Linked DNA regions of Triticum aestivum: region 1 is linked to region 2. The links are chromatin contacts, called in public Hi-C maps. All regions are on one chromosome and are shown on one strand. The core of a region is the stretch at or near the end of the contact, and the rest is flanking DNA. Distances in the headings are between cores, read along the strand shown. Region 1 holds the start of LOC123055149 (uracil-DNA glycosylase, mitochondrial). Region 2 has its middle 63 kb from the start of LOC123055148.

The links. Hi-C and Micro-C count contacts between places; a contact is called where the count stands out from the background.
Region 1: a Hi-C map of leaf shows a contact between it and region 2, with 2.8 times the contacts expected there. The contact joins the promoter of LOC123055149 here to the enhancer-like site in region 2. A contact is called at or near these places in 2 of 5 Hi-C or Micro-C datasets (both in leaf).

Annotation. Positions count from the first base shown.
Region 1 is chr2D:630,712,426-630,717,768 of IWGSC CS RefSeq v2.1, reverse strand. It overlaps LOC123055149 (uracil-DNA glycosylase, mitochondrial), which reads left to right and starts at 3,122. Exons shown (of 7, transcript XM_044479105.1): 1 at 3,122-3,509; 2 at 3,592-3,812; 3 at 4,603-4,761. The coding sequence starts at 3,275. LOC123055150 (mavicyanin) reads left to right here. Exons shown (of 2, transcript XM_044479106.1): 2 at 1-28.
Region 2 is chr2D:630,454,005-630,459,304 of IWGSC CS RefSeq v2.1, reverse strand. No RefSeq gene overlaps it. Among protein-coding and RNA genes, the nearest start is that of LOC123055148, 63 kb to the left of the region's middle. Within about 2 kb of position 1,279, at least 4 of the 8 cell types and tissues checked have an H3K27ac peak or open chromatin away from gene starts, as enhancers often do. A contact at or near this core is called in leaf, where this site is marked.

The DNA of each region.
Region 1 (5,343 bases), core at 1,873-4,372, 260 kb before region 2:
AATTAACTTGTTGATCGGCTTTCCAGCACTCCATGTTCCCCTAAAAGCTCTCCTTCCATAATGCAGCCGTATATATATCTGCTCTTTCTCGAGGGGAGGCAAACTTTGCTCTAACTTTTATACTACTATACATTGTTCATCCTAACATGGGAACGAATTGAAATTCAGAAGACTCGCCACGTGAAAACCTGCTAGCAGAATGAGTGTAGTGTACGGTGTACCTGGAATGGAAAGATGTCTGTAATACTTTCTGCTATATGGGTTGATTGCTAGTGCTTTTCTGCTTGAAGTCATTAAACAAAACAAGCAGATCGTTGTACATTCAGTGATCACCAATCTAGCACCCGACCAGATCGTGTGGGATTGGTCATTAGTAGGGCCTCAACCTTTGTCTGGGATCGACCTTGCAGTAGCATGTGATCGCTGTTTTCGATCAAACATCTCCACGCTTCGATGAAAAGGAAAGAGTCAATTACACCACTGATGCTAAAACTTGACGTGAAAAATCACTTTGCCGATTTCGGATCGATCGGCCTACGCATCTAAGTTTGTTGTCTGCGAGACTGCTCCCTATGCCGATTTTGTCTAGAAGCACAAGGCACCACTCCAGTGCCGCTTCTTCTCTTGGTTAGTGATGAGGAATCGTTGTTGGACCTCTAACAGACTTGGTTTATGGGAAACACCTTGAAGTTTGGCTACATACTTGTAGAGAGACATCAAGGCAATTGTTGCCCTTGGTTTACCGGAGATGTGGAAACACCGTAATGCAGTTGTCTTCAATGGGGCTACCCCTTCGCTGCAATCCGTCCTAAGGTGCATCATGCAGGAAGGAAACACTTGGAGGGCAAGGCCGAATCCACCATGAGGCATGGGTGTACAGATGTACACCCAATTATTTTTGCAAAAAAAGTATATATGTACTCCCTAAAGGCCCAATAGGCTCAGTTCATGAGCAGCCCACTAGCCCGACAGCAAAGCTAGCAACTAGCAACCACTTCTGTCCACAGTCCACATGCACGCACGCACAAGAGGAGACAAGGGCTCACGCAGCCGCCGGCCTCTTTCTTCTTCCCTTGGATGAGGCGGCGGGTGACCCTCTGCCGATGGCGAGCAATGCCCAGGCGAGGGAGCCATGGGGCGCCAGATTCCCCCATGATTTCTACAGAGGATACGGGCAAGCCCCATAGTGCCAAGTCCGCCGCCGCCGGTGGGGAGGAGATGTGAATCGGATGCTGCGGCACAAAGGGTGGGAACAAGCAACACTACAACGACCACCGTGGTCGTCGACGGCGGGGAGGGGAGCGTACCAGTGCAGGAATTGACTCCAAGAACCTTAATCTCTAAACCTAAGGTGAATCTCCATCCAATTCTAAAATTGCAATAATTGATTCATTTATTCGACACATTCCCCAACTCAATGTGTAGCAGCTATTCAGGTTTAAGAGAGAAATAGTTGTAGATGACACTAAGGTGTGAGGATTTGCTTGATTTCATTAGCAGAAAAATAACGAATGAATTGTCTTTGAATTGTAGGCAGTAAAGCATTCGATGAATTATCTTTGAATTGTAAGCTATAGATGACACTTGGTTAAGCTTGCACACCTCCATCCTATGGGTTTCACAGGGGAAGATTTGATGCATATCTCTTATCAAATTACACACTTCATTACTGATGTGGTTAGAGATGAGAGGTTTAGAAAGGTCAAGAATATATACCACATTTTTATTATTATGCTAAAGTTGTTAAGATAAGCAATAGTACTTATAACCTTGTTTATAAGCTTATGAAAATGGTTCTTGTCCTACTAGTAGCAAGTGAAGGATGATAGTGTCATATCTCACTCTCAAGATGACAGAGCGCATGATCACGTTGTAGGTTTTTTTTCTCTATGTTGTATTTTCTGTAATCTTTCGAGATATAGTTGCTATTGTGAATTTTGTATTTTGTATTTGCATTTCCGTGAACAAATCGGCTTCTCTATTAGGGTGCAATTTTATTTTATTTGAACACCCAATGTTGAATTCCTGGATCTGCCACTGTTGGAGGGCGGCTGGTTTACTTTAAGGAGAGCTCGATTTTTTTTCTTTAGTGCCTTTAACAGGTGGACGATGTGGCTATGTTTTAACAGCAATTGTAACCCTAAGGTTGTAACTATGGTGGAGACCCGGAGGGTCTCTTCACCTTTTTTTCCGTTAATATATGATATGCACGCTCATGCATATTTGAGAAAGAGTTTTGATAAGTTTGTTATCATATTTATGTGACCGGTATTTTTGTGTAACTACCTGGGAAACAATCGCTCAATTGTAGCACCGATCTTAGTCGAGATTGAAGAGGTAGCTTCATCTTTTAACTCTTTTGTAGTTCAGCATTTTATCTAGATCAGTGACCGTACCAGCCCATTTTTATGTCAAGCGTGCTTGCACATCGAAAGCCGGCTAGAACGAGAACCTTCATTCCTAATCAGCAGTCTCATCACGGACTGTCCTAGGAATGCTTTTGTTAGACTAGTAATAATGTACGTGCAATGCATGTTTATATTATTAGATAGAATATTAATTGCACATTATATTAGGTAAGATATATCTGTTGCACGTTGGTATTTGGTTAGATATCAATTACTTTTTCGCGGAATGGTAGGATATTAATTACATGACAGATTTTAAGGGATAGCGTTGAGTCAAAACATGTTTATAACCAATGGCAGTGGTGGGTAATTAGAGCGTTAAACGTGTTTGGTGCTCAACATTGGAGCGATTTAAATCGCTAGATAACATGATTTGACGGTCGAGATGGTTTGGATCTGCCATTTGGGTCTTTTTATATTGGTATAGATAAAGCTCTCAATGCATGACACACACGTGACACGTAGCACCCGACCTGCCTTTTTTTTCTTCTTCTTTTTGAGGGAGCGGACCCGAGCTCTGTGGGCCGGGCCAAGAGCTCCACGAGACAGTGGCAAAGCCCCATCGTTGCTGGTCCCTCGAAGCGGAGGCCCATCGTTTCTGTTCGTCAAAGACAGTGGCAAAGCTTCTTGGGCTTCCATTCTTGCTGAAACCATCCGGCCTTCTTTCCAAGTGCATCCGAGCCCACCAATAACCCCGGTGGCCACAACGGCGGCGAGCACCACCGCAGCGCCCAAAAAATCCCGCCGTCGCGCGCCCATTTCCCCCACCTTCCCGCCTCGCCACGCGCGCCCATTTCCTCCCCTCCAACCAACCGCGGCCTGCCGAAACCCCAATCGAAGCCCGTCCCCCGGAATCCCCGCCCCCCATGGCGCCGTCGCCGCCCACCGCCCCCAAGACCATCGCCGACTTCTTCGTCCGCCCCGCCAAGCGCCTCCGCTCCGGCGCAACCACCACCACCGTCGTCGTCCCCGCCGCCTCCCTCTCCCCCTCCTCCGGCCCCTCGGACCCCACCTCGCTCTCGCCGGAGCAGCGCCGCAGGGCCGACACCAACCTCGCGCTCGCCCGCGCGCGCCGCAACCTCCGCCTCGCCGAGTCCAAAGGTACCCTCTTTCTCCGCGCCCCCCGCTCCCCGGACCCTAGCTAGGGTTCTAACTGAACTGCTGGGGGTTTCGCATCATCTAGCGGCCGGCGGCGGCGCGAAGCTGGAGGAGCTGCTCGTGGAGGAGACGTGGCTGGAGGCGCTGTCCGGGGAGCTGCGCAAGCCTTACGCGCTCGACCTCTGCCGCTTCGTCGCCCACGAGCGCCTGCACGCCAAGGTGCCCGTCTACCCGCCGCCGCACCTCGTCTTCCACGCGCTCCACACCACCCCCTTCCACAGCGTCAAAGCCGTCATCATCGGCCAGGTACCCAAATACCAAGTCACTCAAGTCTACGAATCCTGTACTTGCTCACCTGCTGCTTCATTATGAAGAAATGTTCGACCGTTTCACTAATTTAATTTCGTTCTGAAGAAATTTGCGTCTAGAATTTCTTTTGGTTACAATGCTGCTTGCTATATGGAGTGATGCCATCAAATTGAAATATGGATAGAAAAAATTGGCAACGCCGTATACAGAAATGGAAATTGTTGCTTCTGTTCTGCGTATTCATATTATGCTAGAATAACTGATTTGTGGTTACAGTGCTGTCTGCTGTATGGAGTAATGACATTAAACTGAAACATGGATAGTATAATTTGGTAGTGCCATATGCAGGGACAGGAACTGTTGCTTCTGTTCTGCATTTTCATATTATCATGCAAGAATAACTGGTTTAAGGCTATTTTGTTTGTGTGATCACATTGTGGTGCGTGGCATATTTGCCACATGGCCCACAACACTTTGTGGCCAGAAAATATGCCTGTCATATATATGCCTTTCATTCAGCTATTAGTCGGTGATCCAATTTTGCTCTGTACTTACCATATGTTCTTCATTTGTCTTTGAACCTACCTTACATCTGTATCACGCACTAAGTTTCTGATTTTAGTGTTTTCAGTCTATTTTTCTATTTCTGCTTTAACATTAACGTAATAACTAACGGTGGCTGCCTAATGATGACAGACTAAGTTTCTGATTTTTTTCTTATTAAAGTGTAGATTCGTTGGTAGCAATTGTTTTCAGTGTCTCATGTTGCAGATTGTCTACTTTTCAGGATCCATACCATGGTCCTGGCCAGGCCATGGGATTGTCGTTTTCAGTACCAGAGGGGATCAAAATTCCTTCCAGCTTACAAAACATATTTAAAGAGCTGCATAAAGATCTAGGGTGTACTATACCATCCCATGGGAATTTGGAAAGATGGGCTGTGCAGGTAAAATGGTTAGATAAGACGTTGGAGTAAATAATATATGCACACGAACAACAAGTTTATGTTCTTAGCTTACCTTAATATTAATTTCCGTTGCACTACTAGGATCAGTATGTACTAATATACCATGAAACAGTTTGCTTCTTTTCACATGTTACAACCGCAAAGGGCTCAGGCAGTCTTGCAGTTGTATTGCAGAGAGGATATCTATCAAGTCCCCAAAATCATGTTACTCTAGGAATCCACAAAGATTTTTGTGTTTGTTTTGTGTAAATTTGATTAACTGCCCCCCTCTTCTTATATTCTAGTTTTGGCCGAATCCATGTAAACATATCACTACAGTTATCAACTGAACTAAGTAATTTTACATTTTGTTACCATTTATCCCATATAGGATGCTGCAGAAGCAATTGGTTTGCTACACTATATTTAGTTCTAACAATTAGAGTCTGCTTGAATGGGCAAGAACGCGACGATGAACCTGAAACAAGGTAGCTTCATGAGAATTAAGAAATATAGAAAACAATGCCTGCTACAGCGTATGGCCAAATTTGCTCAGATTAGTGCTGTTTCCTCATTTCCCAG
Region 2 (5,300 bases), core at 30-2,529:
GGCGGCAGAGAGTGCCATCGCCTCCTCCAAGCCGTCCCATTGGCGCTCGTCGTGGGTGTACATGGAGTCATCCATGACACGCTGCACGAGCCGGGCCTCCTCCTCCGCTGTAATGCGAGGAGGTGGAGGGGGTGACGGAGACGGGGAAGGCGACGGCGTGGGCGTGAGGCCGCGCACCCGTGTACGCATGCGCACCTCCCAACGTGGCCGCCGCGGCCCTGACACCATGCCGGCGAAGTAGGACGCGCGGCGAGTGTCGTGCTCGTCCTGGAGCCATGTGTCCCAGAGCACCGAGTCGGGGCGTACCTGTCGTCGTAGAACAGGTCGTCGGGGAGGAGGCGGCGGCGGCGCTCAATCTCATCGCGGCGTGCACGGCCGCTCGCCGGCACGGGCGGGATCGGCACACGGTCGGCGCTGAGGTGCCATCCGTTGGGGAGGTGGACGTCGCTCCACGGGAACGGCGTCCTCGTATCCCAGTACCGCCGGCACACGTCCGCCGCGAGGTACTGCCGGTCGCGCTCGCCGGCGGGCCTAGGGTTAATGGTGAAGGGGGCCGGCGCGGGGGCTCGACAGGAGGAGCGCGGCGGTGACGCGGGCTCCTCCTTCTTCACGGAGCCGCGGCGGCGCCCCGAGGAGGAGCCGGCCTCACGGTCGTGCTTCCCCTTGCGGTTCCAGAAGCCCATGGCTTCGAGGTGGTCGGCCGGCGAGCTCGAGGACAAGGGAGGGCTAGGGTTCGGCGCTGTCGGGTTTCAAGGAGGCCGCGGGGTGGCGTGGGGCAGTGTGGATGACGACCAGTCCATGGTTCCCACTTAAAGAAGGACGGCAACCCTTCGATGTGCGGATGACAGGTGGGGCCGCCCGTTCGTGCGCATTGATGTGGGCGAGTGTGAGGTAGGTGGCCGCCTGCCACGCGGCCCCGACGCGCGGACGAGGCGCGCGTCCGTTTGGTGTCCGCCACGACCCAAACTCGGCGCAAGTTTGCGCTTAAAATGGGTCGGCCCGGACACAAAACGGATAAGATGGGTTCAGGCCGCCGCGTGCTGGGCCGCCTCATTTGTCCCTTTTATCCTAAACTGACGGGGCCGGATAGTATAAGGTCGCGCGGTGGAGTTGGCCGAACAGACGCTCTGTGGGTGAATTTGGAGGATGCGTGCATGCGTAGCCGGGGCCCTGCTCTCGGCCGGCAAGGCAACAGCGTCGGCCTCACGTAGAGCGGGGCGGCAAGGTCACGGGCGTGTCGGCATCGGCACGGCCCCCGCCGACGCCAGCCATGAAGTTGCAGGCCTGGAGCCGCCGACCAGAACCTCCGATCTCCCGAATCCTCGGTTTGGGTCACCACCGTTGGCCTTGTCGGCATCAAGGTTCGACGGGCAAACGAACAAAAATTCACGTGCCTACTTCAGCAGATACGTACCGGCGCCACATGCTCCACTGACGCTGTTTTTTCGAGAGTATCTAAAGATAAGACCAACCCAAAGACTAATCCTTGTTGTCATTTTTTTATAAAAGAAACTTCATGAATATCACGCGTCAAAATCGGGGTTTGAACTTGGGTGGGCTGGCAGCTATCACAGCTGCCCAGCCGACGGGTCGACGCCCCGTCCTCTCTCTCCACTGATACTGTCAGCGGCCGGCTTTCAAATATTTCCGGTGCATAGATCGACCGGAGAATCGGCTGCGCCAGGCCGTGCACTCGCGTCAGTAACCTTTGCCTGCTCAACTGAAACGATAATCACAGCCTGCTTAATTAATTTAATTTACGACCTCCACTTAGCCGTGTCAGGTAGTGCTAATTTTCTAACTCTCTGTTGCTAGTATTACAGTACTTTGAGCTGTTGATGCTATTCTGAACTCATCAGATAATTACTTTCGGAAAAACTAACGCCCACACGTGTGGGTGTTTGCAGGTCGTCCACACGCCTCCATCACCACTCATTTTGCCACGTATGAATAGGTGACATCAGCAGAAATCTTTTTGGTTTTCGGCTTAAAAATGTTTTATCTTCTAAATAAAAAAGCGAACTAAAAATTCGTTTTCACCATTAAATCCGTCTCGATGAGATCTTCAAAACTAGACCCCATGTTGATATGTTTCGACGTTTTTTTTTTGCCCAGAAGTTGCCATGATGTTTTCACTATAGTTGCCATAGTGCTTAAACTAAAGTTGCCATGTGGCAATTTTAGTTTGTAGATCATGGCAATTTTTGTTTTTTGATGATGGCAATTCCAGTATTTTGACCATGATTTTTTTTATTGAACCATGGCAATTTTAAGTGCATGTATCATGGCAATTTTAGTTTATGATGCATGGCAAGTCTAGTTTCTTGATTCTCTGTTTTATAATATGTTAAAATTTAGTTTTAAATGTAAAAGAAAATAGTTGAAACATATCATGGCAACTTCAGTGTAAATATCATGACAATTCATGTGCAATAGACATGGCAACTTTTAACTAAAAAAATATTTCGCCGAAATATATCGATATGAGATGTAGTTTTGAAGATCTCGTAGCGAGGGATTTAATGGTGAAAACGGATCTTCAATCGGATTTTTCATTTAAGAGATAAAACATTTTAAAAACTAAAAATCCAAAAAAATTCTCGCATGCATGCATGCGATGATGTGGCAATCTATTTGCATTAGAGTCGTGTGGTGCCTCTCCTTTCCTGCCACACGTGTGGCAGTTATCAACGTCCAAATACTTTTCCAGCGCGACTTGATCGCTGGTAGGATTTTTATTCCTCCTAGATGGAAACACGATGTCAACAGAGAGAAGAGAAGGGATAGCAAGAATATCCGCTCCATGCCATTGACCAGCTAGCAAGAATATCTCGTTAAATATCTACGGGGAATCACCGTACATATCGGTATCGTGGTGTCACACCCGGCAGAATAGAAGTTTCTTCTTTTCTCCAGTCTAGAAAAATGTCTCATTAAAAATCTATACGGGAAATCTTCATACCTGTAGAAGTTTTTTTTCCTGGTTGCTTGAGAATATTTTCATGAAAATGTATAGTAAGGGTCACGTACGAGTACGTTATTGTCTTGGTCGTCTGCTAATTCCAAACGTCCATGTTACCTCAACCTCTTGCGTCAACCACGTATCCTGGCCAATCCGATGGATCTCGGTGAAGAAACTTGTCACCTGTCTCGTTGAAAAGCTCAAGCCCAACAACCGCGTGGGCGTGCGTCTACATGTAACCTGCATTGACCCGTTCCTTTTTTTTTTCCTCTTCTTCACAGCGCAGTAGTTGGTCGGTCAGGTGTGGTGCGTTTAGTGAAAGATTAAAGAAAGAAAAGCAATCAGTGGGTGAGATCAATTGTTTTGTGCAAATCTTGCTCACATGGGAGGGAGCCTGCATGTGCACCCCAAATCTCTCTCTCTCTCTCTCTCTCTCTCTCTCTCTCTCTCTCTCTCTCTCTCTCTTGCATGATCGATTTTGTCAGAGTATTACACTGTAGAGTAGTATCGTGGACGCTACAAACAAAGCCTGGTCCTCCTGGCTCTGCTCGCCTGCGACCGGATCAGTGCGGACATCGGCCATGATCTTCGGGGAATGCAGGCTGCTGGGATCCGTTGTTGACAGCGGCAGGTCGGGAATTGGCGTGTGGACAAACGCGTCCAGCCTTGCGGCGTGCAGAACCAAGAAACGGGAACGCCGGCCGGGTATGTTTTTCACACACACTATGCAGAGCAGGCTGTGACTTGCGCCGTGGTCGTCCGAACGCAACCTGTAAATCTATTTTGCTTTAAATTTTGTGCTTGCTGACAGGCAGGTTCTTTCTTGTGTGGACATAGGCCCTCGTGTAGTGTGTACCCAAGCTGCGCCAAGCAGCAAGCAGCTAGCATTCCCACACCATGTCTGACCATCGTCAAGACTCAAGACTCAAAAGGTCTTTGCCCAGTAGAGTGCCGTAAAGTAAAGCAGCTGCAAATTGGCTCGAGGACTTGCTTTCTCCTAAAGGGCAAAGGCAATGCCAAAAGGCCAGCCTCGCACGATGCAATCTGCATTGCCGGTTTTGGAAGTCGAGAACCATATCTATCTATCTGCTTTCTCCTCGACCTACTCCTCCGGCAGGGAAAAGGGTTACATACTCTCTAGTAGTACGATCTCTAGCAGATAGGCTGAGCTGGGAAATCACCAAGTTGCCATGGAAAGTGAGCAAGATTCTTTCCTTTCCTTTCATTTACTGAAGCGGGGCGCGGCGCCCGGTAGGAGATTTGCGATATTTGTGCCAGAGGAGGATCAGATCAGACGCGATCGGATGTGCATTCATTCACAGGACACCGTCACTGCTCAGGAATAGAAGCACATCACTGCGCGTGCCCGCCCTAGTCCTGGAGGTGGAGGAATCTCTATCTGCTTCCGGGTATAGGCAGTAGTCCTACACCTACGTACGTACTACAGTGCAGTACAATACGCGTACTACAGATACGCTGTATGTATCGGGTGGCTTGGAGGATGCGCGCGCGCTCGCGCGCATGTGACACGGCGTACGCCCGTAGCAGCAGGGTTCTCTCCTCTTCCCCGCCGGCAAGAGGCCGACTCATGATGCTGCCGGCGCTTTTTTACGGGATTTTTTTACTAGCAGTTGGTATGTACTCTACTGTCAAGTGTCAACAGATCTGCCATTCCGCTTGCAAGAAACGTCATGTACAGCGAGTCGTACCTCACCGACGATCTTGTCCAGTCCAAGATCTCCACGATCCGATCAGGTATCATTTCATTTCTACCAAGCTGGAGGCTGGAATCAGTAGCCTGTCGACAACTCTGCACTAGTAGCAGGCGGTTTCCGTTCGGACAGGGCTCGAGAAGCCGGCAGCTAAACCCCATTGTTTAGTGCGACTAAACGGGATCCGTATCCGGATTAATCAAGGGATAACAGTGCGAATATGATACGGGGCCGGCAGTGTCAGCGGCAGGGAGGGAGTCCCGAAATTTTATTCAAGTAAACTGCACTTAGCAGCAGCACTCACGCGGCCGGCGCACCTGGATCAACTCTTTTAAACTCGGACGGTCGATCACTCAGATAGTATATATAGCCTTATAAAAACACTGTTGTCAGCTATGTTCCTCCCGTGTACTAGCTAGTGCTTGTCATGCGACACAACTCCTTGCTTCTTTAACCAAAGCCAATGTCAACTGCTGAAACAGTCAGTCAGTCAGTCAGTCGAGAAGAATACTGGAGTGTGATGGCGAACATTCAGAGCACGGCAGCTGCAGTGTTGGGATTCAGCGTATCTCCAGAGATATCTTTTCCGGGGATTCAATGACATCTTTTGTGCGAATGGTTTATGA